Linked DNA regions of Mus musculus: region 2 is linked to region 1. The links are chromatin contacts, called in public HiChIP or PLAC-seq maps. All regions are on one chromosome and are shown on one strand. Each heading gives the region's core, a stretch centred on a gene start, on an enhancer-like site or on the middle of the called end of the contact. The rest is flanking DNA. Distances are from core to core; before and after follow the strand shown. Region 1 holds the start of Aadat (aminoadipate aminotransferase). Region 2 has its middle 48 kb from the start of Hpf1.

Evidence for each region. HiChIP or PLAC-seq counts read pairs in DNA pulled down with a chosen protein or histone mark.
Region 2: a contact with region 1 is called in an H3K4me3 HiChIP or PLAC-seq map of embryonic stem cells, with 14 read pairs. The contact joins the enhancer-like site here to the promoter of Aadat in region 1. A contact is called at or near these places in 8 of 39 promoter capture datasets (cranial neural crest, embryonic stem cells, hippocampal neurons and 2 more), 2 of 484 Hi-C or Micro-C datasets (embryonic stem cells and pre-megakaryocyte-erythroid progenitors), 5 of 115 datasets of contacts at active chromatin or transcription factors (embryonic stem cells and stem cell-derived neural progenitor cells) and 2 of 9 other capture datasets (adipose tissue and pancreatic islet).

What each region holds. Positions count from the first base shown.
Region 1 is chr8:60,504,407-60,508,718 of GRCm38.p6, forward strand. It overlaps Aadat (aminoadipate aminotransferase), which reads left to right and starts at 1,718. Exons shown (of 13, transcript NM_011834.2): 1 at 1,718-1,873; 2 at 2,683-2,851. The coding sequence starts at 1,807.
Region 2 is chr8:60,840,354-60,844,612 of GRCm38.p6, forward strand. No RefSeq gene overlaps it. Among named protein-coding and RNA genes, the nearest start is that of Hpf1, 48 kb to the right of the region's middle. Within about 2 kb of position 2,203, at least 16 of the 459 cell types and tissues checked have an H3K27ac peak or open chromatin away from gene starts, as enhancers often do. A contact at or near this core is called in embryonic stem cells, where this site is marked.

The DNA.
Region 1 (4,312 bases), core at 468-2,967:
TTATAACCAGGAAGCATCTCAGGTATTTTTCCTGTCTAATTCCAGGAGGTGGCAGTTTAAGTGGGGTTTGTCTCCATAGGCTCTCGTATTTAAACACGTTGTCCCCAGTTGGTAAGACTATTTGGGAAGTTGGGGAGGTGGGGTCTTGTTGGAGGAGGTATATTGCTTGGAGAAAGCTCCTAAGTTTCGAGCACCCACATCTTTCCCAGGGATCTCTCCCTGCCTCTTTCCTGAGAATCCAACTGTAATCTCTCAGCTACAGCTTCAGCGCCATGCCTGCATGACTGCCTGCTGCCATGCTCCCTGCCATGATGGCCAAAGAATCTAACCCAGCAGAACAGTGGACACTGAATCGAATGTTTTCTAAGTTGCCTTGGTCATGGTGTTTTATCAAGACAATATTTAAACTTAACTAAAACACAGAAAAGTCTGCATAGAAAACGCAGCAAGCTTTTTTTTTTTTAAAGAATCTTTATTTCATGATTTGATGGTCTTAGAGTCTATGCCTCGTGCTCTGTCTTCAGAGTGTACGAGTGCAGGAAGAGGCTGGCCTCCAACACTGAGAAGTCAGGCTATCTGTGGCACGTATTATTTTTAGAGTCAGAATGGTTATAACTCCAAAGCCCCTCTTGCCAGCCCGAGGACCATCCTCTTGGATGCAAAGTCCTTGCCTGACACAGCTAGTTTAAGCTACAGTGGTCAAATAAAGCTGACACCTCAAACGTCATGAGATGTCCTGTTCCCAGGGACAAGCTTGAACCCTGAGTTTTCAGCTGTTCTTTATTAATTTTGGAATTCACTCACTATATGGCCCAGGCACCTCAGCTTCCAAAAGTACTCCTTGAGCGATTCATTCACCGCTCCCTCCTTTAAATAACTGTGAACTTAAGACAGTTTCTCTTTGTATGGTCATCAACCAGGTAATTTCATACTCGATAATCGCTTTATCTTCACCATACCCAACACACTTTCAACCGAGCACTTACACAGTGGAAGCTTTGGAACTCAGTGGGAGAAGAGGCTGAGAATCGAGGAGACTGCAGATTTAGTCTTCAAATTTGGGGTTGGGAGTAACTATCCCCACTTACTCTACCGGGCTTCTACTTTGTAAAGTTACCTGAATTCATCTGGGTCCCCTTGAAGATTTGGGGGGTGGGGGTGAGAGAGGGAAGGGAAAGAGAGACAGAAAGGGACAGAGAGATAGAGAGAGACAGGGAGAGACAGAGAGACAGACACCTTGATACTGAGAAACAAGGCTAAGCACCTATTATAATGCCTGCTGCAATGGAATAAAACTACCACCAGAGGGTACTAAAGGACCAGGATCCTGAGATACCATCAGCTTCCAGAGGCTCATTTCAAAGATCTGAAGGGGAGGGTTTGGGGGGCTGGCCAATAGCAAAGCTGTGCTGCGAGGCTCTGAGCAGTTGCGAGACTCTGAGCAGCAAGGTCAAGAATCCACGCTGCGTTTATGTGAATTCGGGCACCGATCCCTGTTGTTATCGTGCATCACAGCAGGGCCTAGCGGTTTTCGTCTCTCCAAGCCCATCCCTGACCAGTGACTTGGGCTGCCTGTGGTCAGCTGCCATAGGCCGGCCGGCGGGGCGGGAGAGGGCACCCGGGTCAGCCACTGCCCCTCTGTGGATGGACTTTGTCCCTTCTGCCTCCTGACCCGGGTCTATTTAGATCTCAGACACCTACCGCAGCCGGTAGGCAGGCAGATTGGGTGGCACTACACAGGGACAGCTAACAGTGCATCCCGAGTGACTGGCTTTCTGAATCCTGCTCCACGCGACCAGCAGAGACATGAATTACTCACGGTTCCTCACTGCAACGAGCCTGGCCAGAAAGCCATCTCCCATCAGAACTACAGGTGAAAAACAAAGCCAGAGCCCTCCCTGCTCTGCAAGAGTGGAGTTTTCTTAGCGGAAGCTCTGCATGGTGCCCTGTTTTGGCGCTCACCGCTAGGGTTTGTGCCCATTCATTCAAGTGTGAAGACAACCTGTGAGCATTAGTGAAGGAGGAGTTATTTAACTTTTGTTCACTAAGAGCTTGGCTTGGAAGGCAAGGCAAGGCAGTGAGTATTTTTGCTGAGGTGTTGGAGATGAGCCAAAGGGCCAAGCATGAGGCACATCTTTCAAGCCAGCTGTAGAGAAAGGCTCTTAAAGGACTGGGGAATGGGACCCAGAGGTGGAGTTGGGACACACACAGGTATTGGGCAACAGGGAAAAAGGCCTTCTGCTGCTGGGGCCCTCTCCATTTTTCTTCGCCATCTGCATTCTTGGATTCCTCCCCCAGTGAGAAAGTCTAGAAAAATTTACTTTGTATTTATTTCAGACTAGCATTCAGTCTTAGCCCAGTATGCTGCTTTGTCAGACTAGAGGAGAGGAGTGGTAATTTAATAAACAGCAAGAATGTTCTGTCGGCTCTGGAGACTGCCATGCCCAACATCAGGTACCCAGTGAGGACAAATCCAAATAAATGATGCTTCTCGCTGCAGCTCGGTCTCTTCTGTAAGAACACTAATTCCATTTCTGACGGCAGAGTTTTTAATGATCTAATCCCATCTTTAATATAGCATATCAAGTACTAGAGTCGAGTATAGGACTTGGTCAGGGACATTAATGTTCAGACCACAGGACGGTGGACACATTTTTTTTCTTCTTTTTGTGTTTATCATAGCGGACATACTGAGCAAAGCACCAAAAACCCTCATCTCCCTGGCTCCTGGATCTCCAAACCCGAGCATGTTCCCCTTTAAGTCAGCTGCCTTCACTGTGGAAAACGGAAGCACCATCCGGTTTGAAGACGACTTGATCAAAAGGGCCCTCCAATACTCTCCAAGCTATGGGTAAGTAAGTGACCAATAGACGGTAGAATTCTATTGGTTCATTTTTAAATGCCATTGATGATGTGACTGAGATCTTTTGTTAATGGGGTGTACAATGACTGGGGAAGTTGGGAGAAGACTTTAAAATATTAAAAGCAAAATCAGTACTAAATGCTTCACACACCCCAGTGATGAGCTTTCAACCTTAAGTGACTGGGAGAGCCAGAGAAACATCTACAAGGAAGTCCCATTTGAGCTGAGTATGATACTGAAAAGAACAGTGGGAAGAGCATCACAGTGGGAAGAAAGGAAATGTATAGAACAGTCCTTGGATGTTCTGCACACACACACACACACACACACACACACACACACACACTTCCTCTCCCCTCTGGATCCACTCCCTTTCTGTCTCTCATTAGAAAAGGACAGGCTTCTAAGAGATAACAACTAAACATGACAAAATAAAATATAAGATGAAGCAAAAACTGTCATATTGAAGTTGAACATGGCAACCCAACAGGAAGGAAACAGCCCCAAGAGCAGGCGAAAGAGTCAGAAACACACTCGTTCTCAGAGTCGGGAATCCCATAAAAATACTAAGCTAACAGCAATAATATAAGCAGAGGACCTGGTACAAACCCAGGTAGGGCCTGTGCTTGCTATTTCAGTCTCTGTTATGTACCTTACTTAATTGATTCAGAGACCCATGTTCTCCTGGTGTCCTCTATCTTCTCTGACTCTTACCTCTTCCTCAAGATTCCCTGAGCCCTGAGGGAAGGGATTTATTTGATGGAGAACTCCAATTTACACTCTATATAGAATGTCTGGCTGTGGGTCTCTGCATCTCTTCCCATCTGCTGCTAGAAAAAGCCTCTCTGGTCGCAGCAATGAGCTATGACTATACCAGAGTATCATTAGGAATCATTTGTTTGTTTGTTTGTTTGTTTGTTTGGGGTTTGGTTTTGGTTTTACCAGTTGTGTTTGATTTTTTTTCCTGGTTTCCCAAGCAGTGCGGGTACAGGCTCCTTCCCATGAAGTGGGCCGGAAGTCAAATCAGACATTGGTTGGCTGCTCCCACAAGCTCTGTGCCACCACTGCCCTACAGATTGTGTCCACCTTTCTCTTTTAGTACTCCTAAGAGTAGCTTCCCATACCGAAGAAACTGGGATGTAGGGATGAAGGCTCCACATAGGCACCAGCTTGACTGCCTTGTTATGTGGGTGTTGTCCTCAGCAATGAGACCCTGCAGAGTCTGCAGAGTTCATCCTTTTTCTCAGTAACAGCCTTAGTTGTTTGAGGATATCCATGGGACCCCCTTGGCCAACAACTCAATGGAATGCAACCCAGTCCTGCCACTGGAAGTCTCGCCTGGCATCAAGTGATAACCTGTCAGAACTCCTTTTCCGCCATTACTAGAAGTCATCATCGTTCCCTCTTCTCTCCTGCAGACTGTTTTTTTTTTTTCTTTTCTTTTTTTTT
Region 2 (4,259 bases), core at 953-3,452, 340 kb after region 1:
CTGCTAACTGAATGATCAATACAGATAAATTGGCATCTGGACACTTAGCTGAATATAATCATTGATCATTATGCAAGGTTCCTTCCTTGTGATGGCAGGATTCTAGTATGATGAAAGAAATCATGATATTGAAGTAACTCAAAATATAACAGCTATTTCCACTAACTCAGAGGAAACTAAGATTTGATTTTTTAAAGAGTATTAATGTGGAAGCCTAGAGTGGCAATAGTTTTCTAATTAAGCATACCTCAGAATGCAAAACCTCAAACAGGAATGTATTATAGAACAAAATTACTGACAATGGTGATTCAAACATGACCATCTATGTCAATTTGGCTCTTCTAATAGGTTTACTTAACCTACAATCAGCAAACATGGGACAAATCGAATTATTAGTCCCAAGGGCCACAGACCTGGTAGTCTCATGAAAGCTTGAAAGCAATAATGGCTATATGGAATTTAGCTTAGAGATAGTGAATTGATTTCTTCATGGATGCTTAATTTAGATGGTAATTTGTCTAGATAGTTACAATATAAAAACTTTTTTTGTTGTTTTTTGGGGGGGTTTTTTTTGGTTTTTGGTTTTTTTTGTTTGTTTGTTTGTTTGTTTGTTTGTTTGTTTGGTTTTTTGAGACAGGGTTTCTCTGTATAGCCCTGGCTGTCCTGGAACTCACTCTGTAGACCAGGCTGGCCTCGATCTCAGAAATCCACCTGCCTCTGCCTCCCAAGTGCTGGGATTAAAGGCGTGCACCACCACGCCCGGCTATAAAAACTTTTCAAAGGGACCAAAAGAAAGTGTATTTATAACACTTCTAAAAAACAAAAATAAAACAAAAATCACTAACAGGCAGGCCAGCAAGAAGCAACACATTTCCTCAGCCAAATTCTTCCTCTACTCTAATCCCATTAAAGCAAAAGCCCAGAGGTTTTACATCCAGTAGAAGAAAATTAAATGAAGAATAAAAACTTTAATATTTTGCTCCTGGATTTTGTTTCTTTCTACATTCATTTTGAATCAACATCATGTGGTACCATCTTTCTTTGTATATCTTGGTGACTAAATACCCAACCAAAAATCCAGCTTAATAGAAGAGAGGTTTGTTTTATTCATGGTTCAGGGAATACAGTCCACTGTTGTGGGGAAGAGAGGGCAGCAGGACTCTGACATAGCTGGTCATACCTTGGCAAATCAGGAACCAGAGATGTGATGCCACTGGTAGGTCCAGGTCATCATCCAAAAGGCCTGTATTTAGGGGCTTGCTTTCAAAAGCATGCTTCCTACCACCAACTGGCCCACAGCTTCCCAAATTTGTCACCTACAATCATTGCTATGTTGTCAGGCTCTTGGCCTCAGTGTAGAAGGCACCAGTGTTTTTTAAGACAGAGCCTGAGACGCCAACTGTTTATACAGGTCCCAGGTGAAACCCACCTGGAATTGACTTACTCCAGCTCATGTTACCATTTCATTCACTTAATAGCATTAAGCAAGAGCATATTCAAAACTGTGTTTAAACTCCAGCTTCCTTAGCTTCTCATCTGTTCAACAAATATTCATTTAATGAACACTATAATCAAGGCACCTGGCTCAACCTCTGGAGCGGCATTGGTAGAAAAAAAATTTTAAAGCCTTCAATAGAAACAAAAAGACTTTTTAAGGACCTTCAGTAGAAACCATACTCTAATTTCCCCAACATGGACAAAAAAAAAAAAGTAAATAATTTTATTATTTGCTCAATTGCAAATATTGTAATAGTTGAAATAATAGCAAAAATATTTTCAGAATTGTTCAATTGCAATTATGACACAGTCTACTGTGGAGAAATATAATGTGTTAAAACCAGGGACACTAACTCACCCTAGAGGCTTTAGGTTCCTGCTTGCTGTAGGAAGGGATATTCAAATGGGCTTCTGCTGCATGGGTAGTGCAGAGCCATCCAGGATTAAGAGGATTCCAGATAGAGGGGACCTGAGGCAGAGCGAGGCTGATTGTCCATCAGTGGCAGTACTACAGCACAATGCACTACAGCACAGTGCACTGTGGGTGAGGACAGGTGGTCTGAGTCTTCTGGGGTCTGTAGAGAACTTCTGGCTTTATCCTGAGAACCATATGATTCTACTAGAGAGTTTCAAATCCATCTGCTGGCTGTCAGTTTTGCAACTGTGGAAGGAAGGACGGAGAACAGGCCCGGGCAGATCACAGAGGTGAGTTACATGGGGTTTTGCCTAGTAGCAATGGGGCAGGACAAAGGAAATAGGCAACAGAAATACGGGTTCCAGTGAGGACATGTCAGCTATTCTGGAGAAGGCGGTGTCCCTGAACTAAGGACTGGAAAATCTCAGCTACTTAGTTTTACCACTTTATAAACAACCCTAATAAAGTATATAATGAATGGCAGCCATTCAAACGAACGAAACTAAAAACACAAAAGCACACCCAAATTATCCACTCTGCCCTGTATCACAGGTCTTGTGCAGTTTGTAATGTTAGCTTGTTAGCTCTCTGAGTCTCAGGGAGGAGTTGTGGTTGATTAGGCCCTTCATCGACCAGAAGCATCCATTCATACGAACGGGTGAATTGTAATCACAGTGGAGTCGAGGAACCCAACTCCCAAACCTGGACCCTGTTATTCTATAGCGTTAAGTACAGATTTAAGTCAAAAGCCAATGTATCATTTCAAAGGATGCATCAGCCACCACGTTAACAAAACCTTATAGTAAGTCAGAATAAATAGAAAGATGCTTCAAAGGAAACAGCATGAAGTTATTGTGGAACTAAAGTCAGGCTCTCGGGTTTTATCCCAGTAATAATAGAATACAAGGACCACACACACACACACACACACACACACACACACACACACACACACGGTGCATCGAAAACACAATTGGAACCTTTAGCTCGGATTCTATGCTGTAATCACTGAAAATGTTGTCAGCTATCATTGATGTGCTTTAATGACAGAGGACTTCAAAAGACAAACTTCCAAACCTAACTTTATTTCTGTGGCTGCCACTAAATCAAAACTTCTGAGATCCAATTAGATCTGAGGTTTGTAACAGGAAACTTCATTAGGCAAACTTATAACATGAACGAGACTGGAAAATGAATGTGCAAACAAAACCCATAAAATATGAACTAGCTGAAGAGTAGCCACAATGAGCATGCTTTTCTCCCGTGCCTTGTTTATTTAAAGCAGGAGAGACAGGGAAATCTCTAATACGGCCTGTGAAGAATGGAGAACATATACATATACACATACACATACACATACACATACACATACACATACACATACACATACACATACACATATACATATGCCTTCTCCTGTTGTCATCGCCATGTAATCTATTGCTCTGCTCAACTACATATGCATAATATAAACACAAATATGTTGTGGATTGCTGTTTGTATTTTCTGCTCCCTCAAGAGGAGTGCCACATAAGAAGTAGATCACACACTCAGGTGAAAATCTTAATTGGTCAGATAAGGCTAGAGCCTGTGACTGGACATCTGAAGGAAAAGGCGGAGCTGAAAGTTTTAGAGAGGGGAAAGAGGGAGGAGATTAAGATGGAGCAGACCCACCTGGCCTGGAGGAGCTATAAGGAGCTGGGGATTTCATAGATAGGCAATAGAGTAGTGTGGGATACATTTGCCCAACCGAGGTGTGCACTTGTATTTATATTAATTGAGTTCTGTGTTCTCTGCACGGGCATTTTGGGATTGAAGATTTACCGTTATAAATCTGGCTGGTATAGTATAAGCCTCTAGTGTTTTCATTTCACGAGGCTAAGGGGACCTGAGTGACTGGAAGCTGGCTTTCTGCAGGCCAGCCACAGGGGCTGGATGGCCTGGGAAGTGGGAGAAGGGGCTCCAGGCATTTCAGGAAAGATTAGTTCAGTCAGTTTAGCAAGCAGAGATCAAGAAAGCTGGCTTGAGTAGCTTGGGAGCAGTTTTTTGTTGGTTTGGTTTGGGTTTTTTTTTTTTTTTTTTTTTTTTTTGGTTTTTGAGACAGGGTTTCTCTGTATAGGCCTGGCTGTCCTGGAACTCACTTTGTAGACCAGGCTGCGGATTTTTGACCTAAACGGCTTGCCAGCAGGCTGGCTGAGGGAACCAGTGCAAGACAGTGGCTTGGGGTTGGCCATCATCATGGGCATGGGCCTGGGAGTGACCGCTGATGCTGGCAGTTAGCCGGATTTAGCATGGTTCATTTTTAAAACTACATGCTACACAAATATATACAAATATATACATATAA